Regions from separate parts of the Triticum aestivum genome. Here region 2 is linked to region 1. The links are chromatin contacts, called in public Hi-C maps. All regions are on one chromosome and are shown on one strand. Each heading gives the region's core, a stretch centred on a gene start, on an enhancer-like site or on the middle of the called end of the contact. The rest is flanking DNA. Distances are from core to core; before and after follow the strand shown.

Evidence for each region. A called contact is a pair of places that touch in the nucleus more often than the background predicts.
Region 2: a contact with region 1 is called in a Hi-C map of leaf, with 4 times the contacts expected there. The contact joins the promoter of LOC123071357 here to the enhancer-like site in region 1. A contact is called at or near these places in 3 of 5 Hi-C or Micro-C datasets (all in leaf).

What each region holds. Positions count from the first base shown.
Region 1 is chr3B:628,551,130-628,555,191 of IWGSC CS RefSeq v2.1, forward strand. No RefSeq gene overlaps it. Among protein-coding and RNA genes, the nearest start is that of LOC123071355, 70 kb to the right of the region's middle. Within about 2 kb of position 2,187, at least 8 of the 8 cell types and tissues checked have an H3K27ac peak or open chromatin away from gene starts, as enhancers often do. A contact at or near this core is called in leaf, where this site is marked.
Region 2 is chr3B:628,785,276-628,789,337 of IWGSC CS RefSeq v2.1, forward strand. It overlaps LOC123071357 (50S ribosomal protein L17), which reads left to right and starts at 2,313. Exons shown (of 6, transcript XM_044494896.1): 1 at 2,313-2,512; 2 at 2,613-2,667; 3 at 2,757-2,807; 4 at 3,600-3,691. The coding sequence starts at 2,457.

The sequences.
Region 1 (4,062 bases), core at 937-3,436:
TGGAGGAATAATGTTAAAGGCTATATGGATCGTTCACCAAAGTAATTTCGCGAGAGGGAAATCTATGAATATGTGTTGTATTGTTTCATCGTGATCACAAAAACAACATCGTGCACTGCCTACCCATTGTCACTTTACAAATTATCTTTGGTGATGATCACTTGCTTGTGGACAAACCACATAAAGATTTTAATACGCAAGGGAACCTTAACTCTCCAGATATGTATCGATCTCGGGATTGGGCCAAAATTAATTAGATCCACATACATGGATTTAACCGTAAATACACCGTTCTAGCTAACTTACAGTGAAACGAATCTGGTTGGTCGGAAAGTTGAACCTCCATCAGCCTCCGTACAAAGTGCATCCAGGAGTTCCAGCGCTCCCCAACTAAATATCGCCTAAAATGGAAATTTAAGGGTATCGATTGTAATACTATTCCCATGCAATCCTCCTTACACTGTACAATAGTATAAAGGGTGGGATATTGTATGGCTAGAGATGTCTCCCCTAACCACGTATCCTCCCAAAATCTTGTTGTCGTTCCATTACAAACCAAGAATTTTCCCCTACGAAAGAACAAATCTTTCATTCCCATAAGCCCTTTCCAGAAAGGTGAATCATTAGGTCTCACGGTCACTTGGGCAAGAGTTTTAGATTGCAAGTATTTGTTGAGTAGGATCTGTGCCCACATACCCTCCATCTCTACTGATAACGTATACAACCATTTACTCATGAGGCATTTATTTTTAATTACCAGGTTCTCAATACCGAGGCCTCCCTGGTCATTAGGTTGGCAGATGATATCCCATCTCGCCAGGCGATATTTCCTTTCGGCGTCATCTGACTGCCAAAAAATTGAGACTGGAAAAAGTCTAATTTCTTCCGTACCCCTTTGGGTACTTCGAAGAAAGATAACCGAAACATCGGCATACTAGTTAATACTGAATTAAGAAGCACTAACCGACCTCCATACAACATTAGCTTGCCCTTCCAGCAGCTAAGCTTTTTCTCAATTTGGTCTTCTATGCATTTCCATTCTTTATTCGAAAGTTTGCGATGATGAATCGGTATGCCCAAGTAACTGAATGGCTTAGAACCTAATTCACATCCGAACAATTGTTTATATGTGTCTTGTTCCTCTTTAGCCCTACCAAAGCAGAACAATTCGCTCTTGTGAAATTAATTTTTAGTCCCGACAATTGTTCAAAGAGACATGACACTAGTTTCATATTCCGAGCCTTTGCAATGTCATGCTCCATGAAAAGAATAGTGTCATCGGCATATTGTATGGATACTCCCCCATCGACTAGATGTGGGACAAGTCCACCAACTAGGCCGTTCTCTTTGGCCCTACCGATCAGAACGGTCAACATATCAGCCACTATATTAAACAAGAGAGGAGACATCGAATCCCCCTGTCTCAAGCCCTTATGAGTCTGAAAATAATGTCCAATATCATCATTAACCTTTATTCTGACACTACCTCTTTGGACAAGAGAATCCGCTGGTTCCGCCATGTCTCATTAAAACCCTTCATACGCATTGTCTGCTGAAGGAAAGGCCACTTAACTTTATCGTATGCCTTCTTGAAATCCACTTTGAAGATAACCCCGCCTAGTTTCTTCAAATGGATTTCATGTAGAGTTTCATGGAGGACAACAACCCCTTCTAGGATATGCCTTCCCGGCATAAAAGCCATCTGACTCGATTGTACAATCGAATGAGCGATTTGTGTCAGTATATTAGTACCCACTTTCGTGAATATTTTGAAACTCACATTCAGAAGACAAATCGTCCTGAATTGCTTGATGTGGACCGCTTCTTCTTTCTTTGGCAAAAGCATAATCAAACCAAAGTTAAGATGAAACAGTTCCAGGTGACCACTAAAGAAATCATGAAACATAGGCATAAGATCATCCTTAATAATAGGGATAATTGATATTGTGCCCTTAGTTGCGTCCCACTCGACTGATTTGCCCCTAATTTTGAAAAACTCATGGTCCTGTCTAAGTGTGTTTGGTCCTCCTATGTTTTAGCCCTTCCGTCCCAATTCCTTCCGGTCAAAGCCAGTTGACTATTAGGGAGACAACTTTTTGGACCATTTTTCCCTTGCCGCTTGGAACTTCCCAGCCAACCACCACCACCGCGACCCGCATGGCCCATATTTGGCCCTCCTGGCCCGGTTGTGTCATCGCAGTCGAGCGGCCACATGCCCGCTCCCGCGAGCGCCAGCCTCCTGGAGCTCCTGTAAGCCCCAACCACCTCGCCGCTCCGGCAAGTCGACGGCGAACAGATGAGTTCGCCTCCATCGCCGGATTATCCGCCCCGCTTCGGCCACGTCCAGATCCCCGCAGTTCCTCATCGTTCCCGTCGCCGGAGCACCTGCACCTCGCCTATCTGCCTCACAGCCACGCCGGAGCGCTGCGTCGCGCGACGTCGCCAAGGTCGTCATCCAGCTAGGTGGCCGAGGTAGGTGCCCGGAGGCCCGAGCCTCCCGCGGCTGAATCCGCCGGAGCCACCAAGACAAGGTGGATCCAGGGATGGCGACGCAGATCTTGGGGCATGAAGGCAGGGGCTCGGCAGCGCGATGGAGGGGAGGCCGGACCGGCGCGGGGCATGGAGGCTTCGACTAGACTGGATCCGGCCAGGATGGAGGTCGGGTAGGGACAGGCGACCGGTGGCGAGGCTCAGGGTGCCATGGCCGGGATGGAGGTCGGGGAGGAGTTGGGGGAGGAAGAAGATAGGAAGGTGGGTGGGGGTGTGGGTCCCATGAGGAAGAGAGAGGGAAGGCTTTTTTCTATTGTATTTAATTGGGTCCCACATGTAAGTGTAACTTTTTTCTTTGATTTTTAACTAAACTTGTAAGGAAGGGAAAAAATGGTCCAAAAAATGGTCTCCCAAATAGTCAACTGCCTTTGACCGGACGGAATTGGGATTGAAGGGCAAAAACATAAGAGGACCAAACGCACTTGGGCAGGACCACGGGTTTTTTCAAAATTAAGGGCAAATCAGTCGAGTGGGACGCAACTAAGGGCACAATATCAATTATCCCTTAATAATATGCTAACATTTCCTGTAAAACGCTGCAGGGAAGCCGTCTGGTCCCGGTGCTTTATTTGGTTTCATTTGAGAAATTGCATCGAAAACCTCTTTCTCAGTGAACGGTGCAGACAAAATCTCATTTTCATCCGCTCGTAGCTGAGGGATATCTCCCAATACAAACTCATCTAGGGAGACCTTATTCTCAACCGGCGGCCTGAAAAGTTGTTTGTAATAGTTGGAGATATTTGACTTGAGGTTCTCATGACCCACCACGGTCCCCTCGTCCTGTTAAAGCTGGATGATTATCTTCTTCATATGTTTATCGTTCGCGATCATGTGAAAAAATTGTGTATTGTCATTCCCTTGGGCAACCTTGAGAACCTTAGCACCCAAGGCCCATTTTAGTTCTTCTTCTCTAAGAAGAGCACGTAGGCTTTGGTCAGTTTCGGACTTTGTGGCCTGTTCCACCTCAAGATGGCAATAGGGCCCCGAAACTCACGTCCCGCGGGTTTTTACTCTATTAGGGGACGGGGATGGGCGTCTTTTTAACCCCATGGGGCTACTTCTGAGTAAAATATAAAACCCGATACGTTTCGCGGGTTTAAAACCGTTTGAGCAATACCCGAACCCGAAACTCGCCATCCCCGTCAAAATACTATAGTAAGCCTAATTAGACATCTTGTTGAACCATGTATGGCTGAATAATGGTTTGTTGCTGAAATATACTTATGTAGTGGTTGTTATTGCTCTTTGTAGTTGTTGTTATTGCTCTTTTTGCTCAAGTTATGCCCCTGAAATATGCTCCTTGTAACTGTTGTTATTGCACTTTTTGCTAAAGTTATGCTGCTGAAATATGCTCCTTGTAGCTGATGAACCATGTATGTGCTGAAATTTTCGTAAGTTATGTTGCTGAAATATGTTGTTTTTGCTGTTGAATTGCTACTATGTTTGCTTAAATATGTCGATTTTCCCGTGGGTTTAAAAAACCCGATAGGTCTAGGGGACGGACAAAAAACA
Region 2 (4,062 bases), core at 1,063-3,562, 230 kb after region 1:
CCACTCTACCTTGGTTGTTGATATTTGTAAGAAAGGCCTGACAAACCCTAAGGAGGAGAGTGAATTTCGGGATTATGGAAAAATAAGCGTTCCTTACCACTAGTGTTTAGTCTTCTTTAGTCATTAATGCATGGTTGATAATGCTTTTTACTAGACCTTTGCGTGCGCCTCTGGCACCGTATGTATGGATGTTGTCGTGTTGTTCTGGTAACATTTTGATGGACACACATCAATATTTTTGTCCCTTTGCAAAGCACTGACAATGTGTGCTAGTCAAATACAATGAAACTATGTATTTTTTGTTCCTTTTTTAGATTTGCTTCTCATATTATTAATACAACTTTTTCATGTTTCATACAACCAACTCCCATTGAAATACAGCAACACACGAAGGATTATCTAATTTTCATTGTAGCCACATATATATAATTAAAATCTCATACAACAGTGAACTTTGTCTTGGGTGAAAGTTTCCCACCGACGAATGTTGTGGCCATACGGCGGATTTTAGAGAGATTTTCTTTCTCAGCTTCCGAAGCTTGACAAAAGTTTGCTGGAATGAGCTGTCTTCTCGGGTCTACAGTCAAGATTTCTAGAGCAGGGGCATTTTTCACAATGTGTACCAGAAGCTCTACTTGACTCTTTTCAGCTCTGAACTGGCGAACTGTCAAGCTCTTCAAGCACTTGTATTCGAGTTGACCCTGGGGCAAGTTCCTTAGAGGTCCTTGGCCACCATCCATGCAACATGACACGAAGAAAATGTCCAGCTCCTCAAGCAGCGGCGCAGCCCGCAGAAAATGCACGATGGAGAGGGTATCGTCGGCGTGTTTATGGCCGATGTTTAAGATCAACTGAAGATGCCTCAGATGGGAAAAGATGGAGGTTTTCTCCAGCCGCCAGGGGAACTCTGGTAGTATACAAAAACAGCACAGTGACAGTTGTTGCACCATGGGGAACGCAGAGGGCAGAGAGCCGAGAGCCTGCTGCAGTGTTATTTGGCAGCAGTGGATATTAACATCGCGAAGCCCTGAAGATTGGCGGAGGTCGATGGTAGCCAGTGGATGCCCCTGGAATATGAACGTTGTGAGCCTGTTGGCGTTGAGTTGAATCTTGGTCACGCCGCAGTTTGACACTCTGAGGTATAGCAGGCGGGGCAATGGCGTCTCCAACTTGAGCTCGTCGTTCAGCTGGACCCTATACAGATCCAGCCATTCCAGATTAGGGCAGTTCGACAGCACATCTCGCAGATCACCAGCGGACACGACGGACGAGCGCAGACCGAGCCTTTGAAGCTTCGGAAAAGCCATGCGCCGGGAGGAGGGCGGAGCTTTGAGCGATACGCAGGAGAGGTGAAGGTTCTGCAGGCCGGACACGCCGCCGCCTCCACCCACGAGCGATTGCAAGGGGAACTCGTACCGGTATAGGCCGTACCCCTGGTCAGGCCGTCGCGACACGTCGAATGTCAAGCTCTTGGTCCGCGCCGAGGCCGCGCGGCGAAGCCAGTCGTCCAGGCGGCGAGACAACTACCCAAGGTACTCGACGGCGAACCTCAGCACGAGCTGCTCGACCGCGCCGCCGCGGCGCTGGCGCAGTATCATGTCGACGGCGTAGACGAACCTCTCGCGGCGCCTTTCGTCGAGGAACGCGCGGTACTGCTTCTCCCGGGGATCGTCATCGTCCGACCGTGCCCGGCACCGCGGCAGGCGGGGGGCATGTCGAGGGCCAGCCTGGGGGAGTGCTTCCAGGCGTGCCTCCACGCGGTCGATAGCACGCTGGTCCTCGCGGCCTGCTTCGCGTCCAGCTTCGACGCGATCGTCGCCAGCAGCTCCGCAGGAAGGTCGCCGAACGATGCTGCGCCCGCTGGTCCGCTGCGGGTGCAGGTCGGCTCGCGACGGCCGCTGCGTATGCCGGCTGATGGATCGTCGCGTGGCGGGTTGTGATGGCAGATCAGGCTGGGGTTGCAGCGGCAGGTGATCAGGACGGTGGCTACCCCTTCTCTGCGTGCATCGGCCAAGGTCCGGCCGGGAGGACTAGTCAGATTGTTCCCCATCGATGGATGTTTCCGGCGATCGCTCGCCGAGGTTGGGGTTCAGGCTTCAGCCTTCAGCCGTTCGCGACGAGAACGAGGTACGCTCGTCGATGGACACAAACGGAGCAAACACGTATGCTGCCACGATGGATCGTTCCGAGCTTTTTTTTCTAGGGAAGTTCGTTCCGAACTCTGTTTGCGTGTATCCACGGCCCACGGCCCACGGCCTAATTAAGGCCCACGTAGAACGACATTTCGGGCCTTACGGGCCAGAAGGCAGGACGGAACCACTTGGGGGGGCACGCGAGCGCAAACCTACCTAGCAGGTGTCCAGGTCCGGGTCCGAGCGGCACCGACCGAGCACCTTCGCAAACCCCTCAACCCTCGCCGCCGCCGCGCCGGCCGCTCAGCCCCCGCCGCCGACGCCATGGGCAAGTTCCGCAAGCTCGGGCGCCACGCCGCGCACCGCGTGTCCATGCTCAGGTATCTAGTGCTGATCTTCTCTCTCCGCTAGCCGCTGTGATGTATATGTGCCGCGTCGTCGTGCCGCTGACTTTCCTTCTGGATTCGTGTGCTTCGGCAGGACGATGGTGTCGCAGCTGGTGAAGCACGAGCGCATCGAGACCACCGTCGCCAAGGTACGTTTGATCGCTTTGCGGTGGGTGTTTGCCTGCCGGACCGGGATCTGTGTCTTGTAGTAGTGACCCTTTCTGGGTTGGTGTTTCAGGCGAAGGAGGTGCGGCGCAAGGCGGATCAGATGGTGCAGCTCGGCAAAGATGTAAACTCAACACCATTCCCTTAGTGCCCAACGTTTTTTGACCTGAAAACTCTTCATTTCCATTGATCCATGGAGCTATGTGTCTGCAGCCATGATGTAGTCAACTGCACACACAGTTTAGAACTAGTTAAATCCAGGAATGTGTCGTTTATTGTCCCAGTTCTGTTCTATTAGCATTCAATCCGTTTGCAGTCGCTTAGAATCAGGCCTTATAACTTTGGGTTGTTTTCATCATGAGGCTTACATGTTACTCCCTCCGTCCGGAATTACTTGTCATTAAAATGGCTGAAAACATTCATTTTCATCCATTTTAATGACAAGTAATTCCGGACGGAGGGAGTATTTCCCAGCAGAATGAGATGTTCAAAGTCTCTCATCAGAGAAATAGAAACAATGTAAATGTTTTTCGAGTTTCTGTAAAAAAAAACTGAACAGTCTATTTTTCAGCATAGTGACTAGTGACTGTTGATTTTTTGCCTGCTAAAAATTCATTATAGGGCCAAAGATCCCTTCGATACATTGGGAATCCTTGATTATCACTCTTTTGTTGGTTCAACATAAGTTCCTGATGGTGTTCTGTTCTGTAATATTATCTCATTCCATATGCGACCTCAAGCCTCTTGTTATCTAACCAAGATGTTGCATTGATTTGTTAGTCTTATCTTCAGGTTTCAAATACTGAAACTCATATGCTCTTGTTATCTGATCGAGATTTTTGCATTGATTTAATTAATGAACTATTACATCTAGGCTAAAATGCAGAACCTCATGTCATATTGATAAATTATGTAGGGTACACTGGATGCAGCAAGACGTGCTTCTGCTTTTGTTCGCGGAGATGATGTTGTCCATAAGCTGTTCACAGAGCTGGCCTACCGCTATAAGTATGTCTCTTTAGCTAGCCATGGATAAGTTTGATCTAATACAACTGGCAATCCCTTTGATTTACTTTTCAACCTTGCTAAGTACTCCTGCATGCTTAGGATTACTATTTTTCTCATAGAAACGTAACCTTGCTAGACAATGGAGAGGTCTGTAGGGAGGATATGTTGTAAATGTCCTCATATCTGTAGGAGCCATGTATTTTTGAAACAAAAATACTACTCCCTCCGATCCAAATTAATTGATGCTGGTTTAGTAAAAAAATAAGTTGTACTAAACCAGCATCAATTAATTTGGATTGGAGGGAGTAGAATATTGTTTATTTTGAAACAGATGAGAATATCATTTTCAAGTTGAACCTACTGATCTTTTT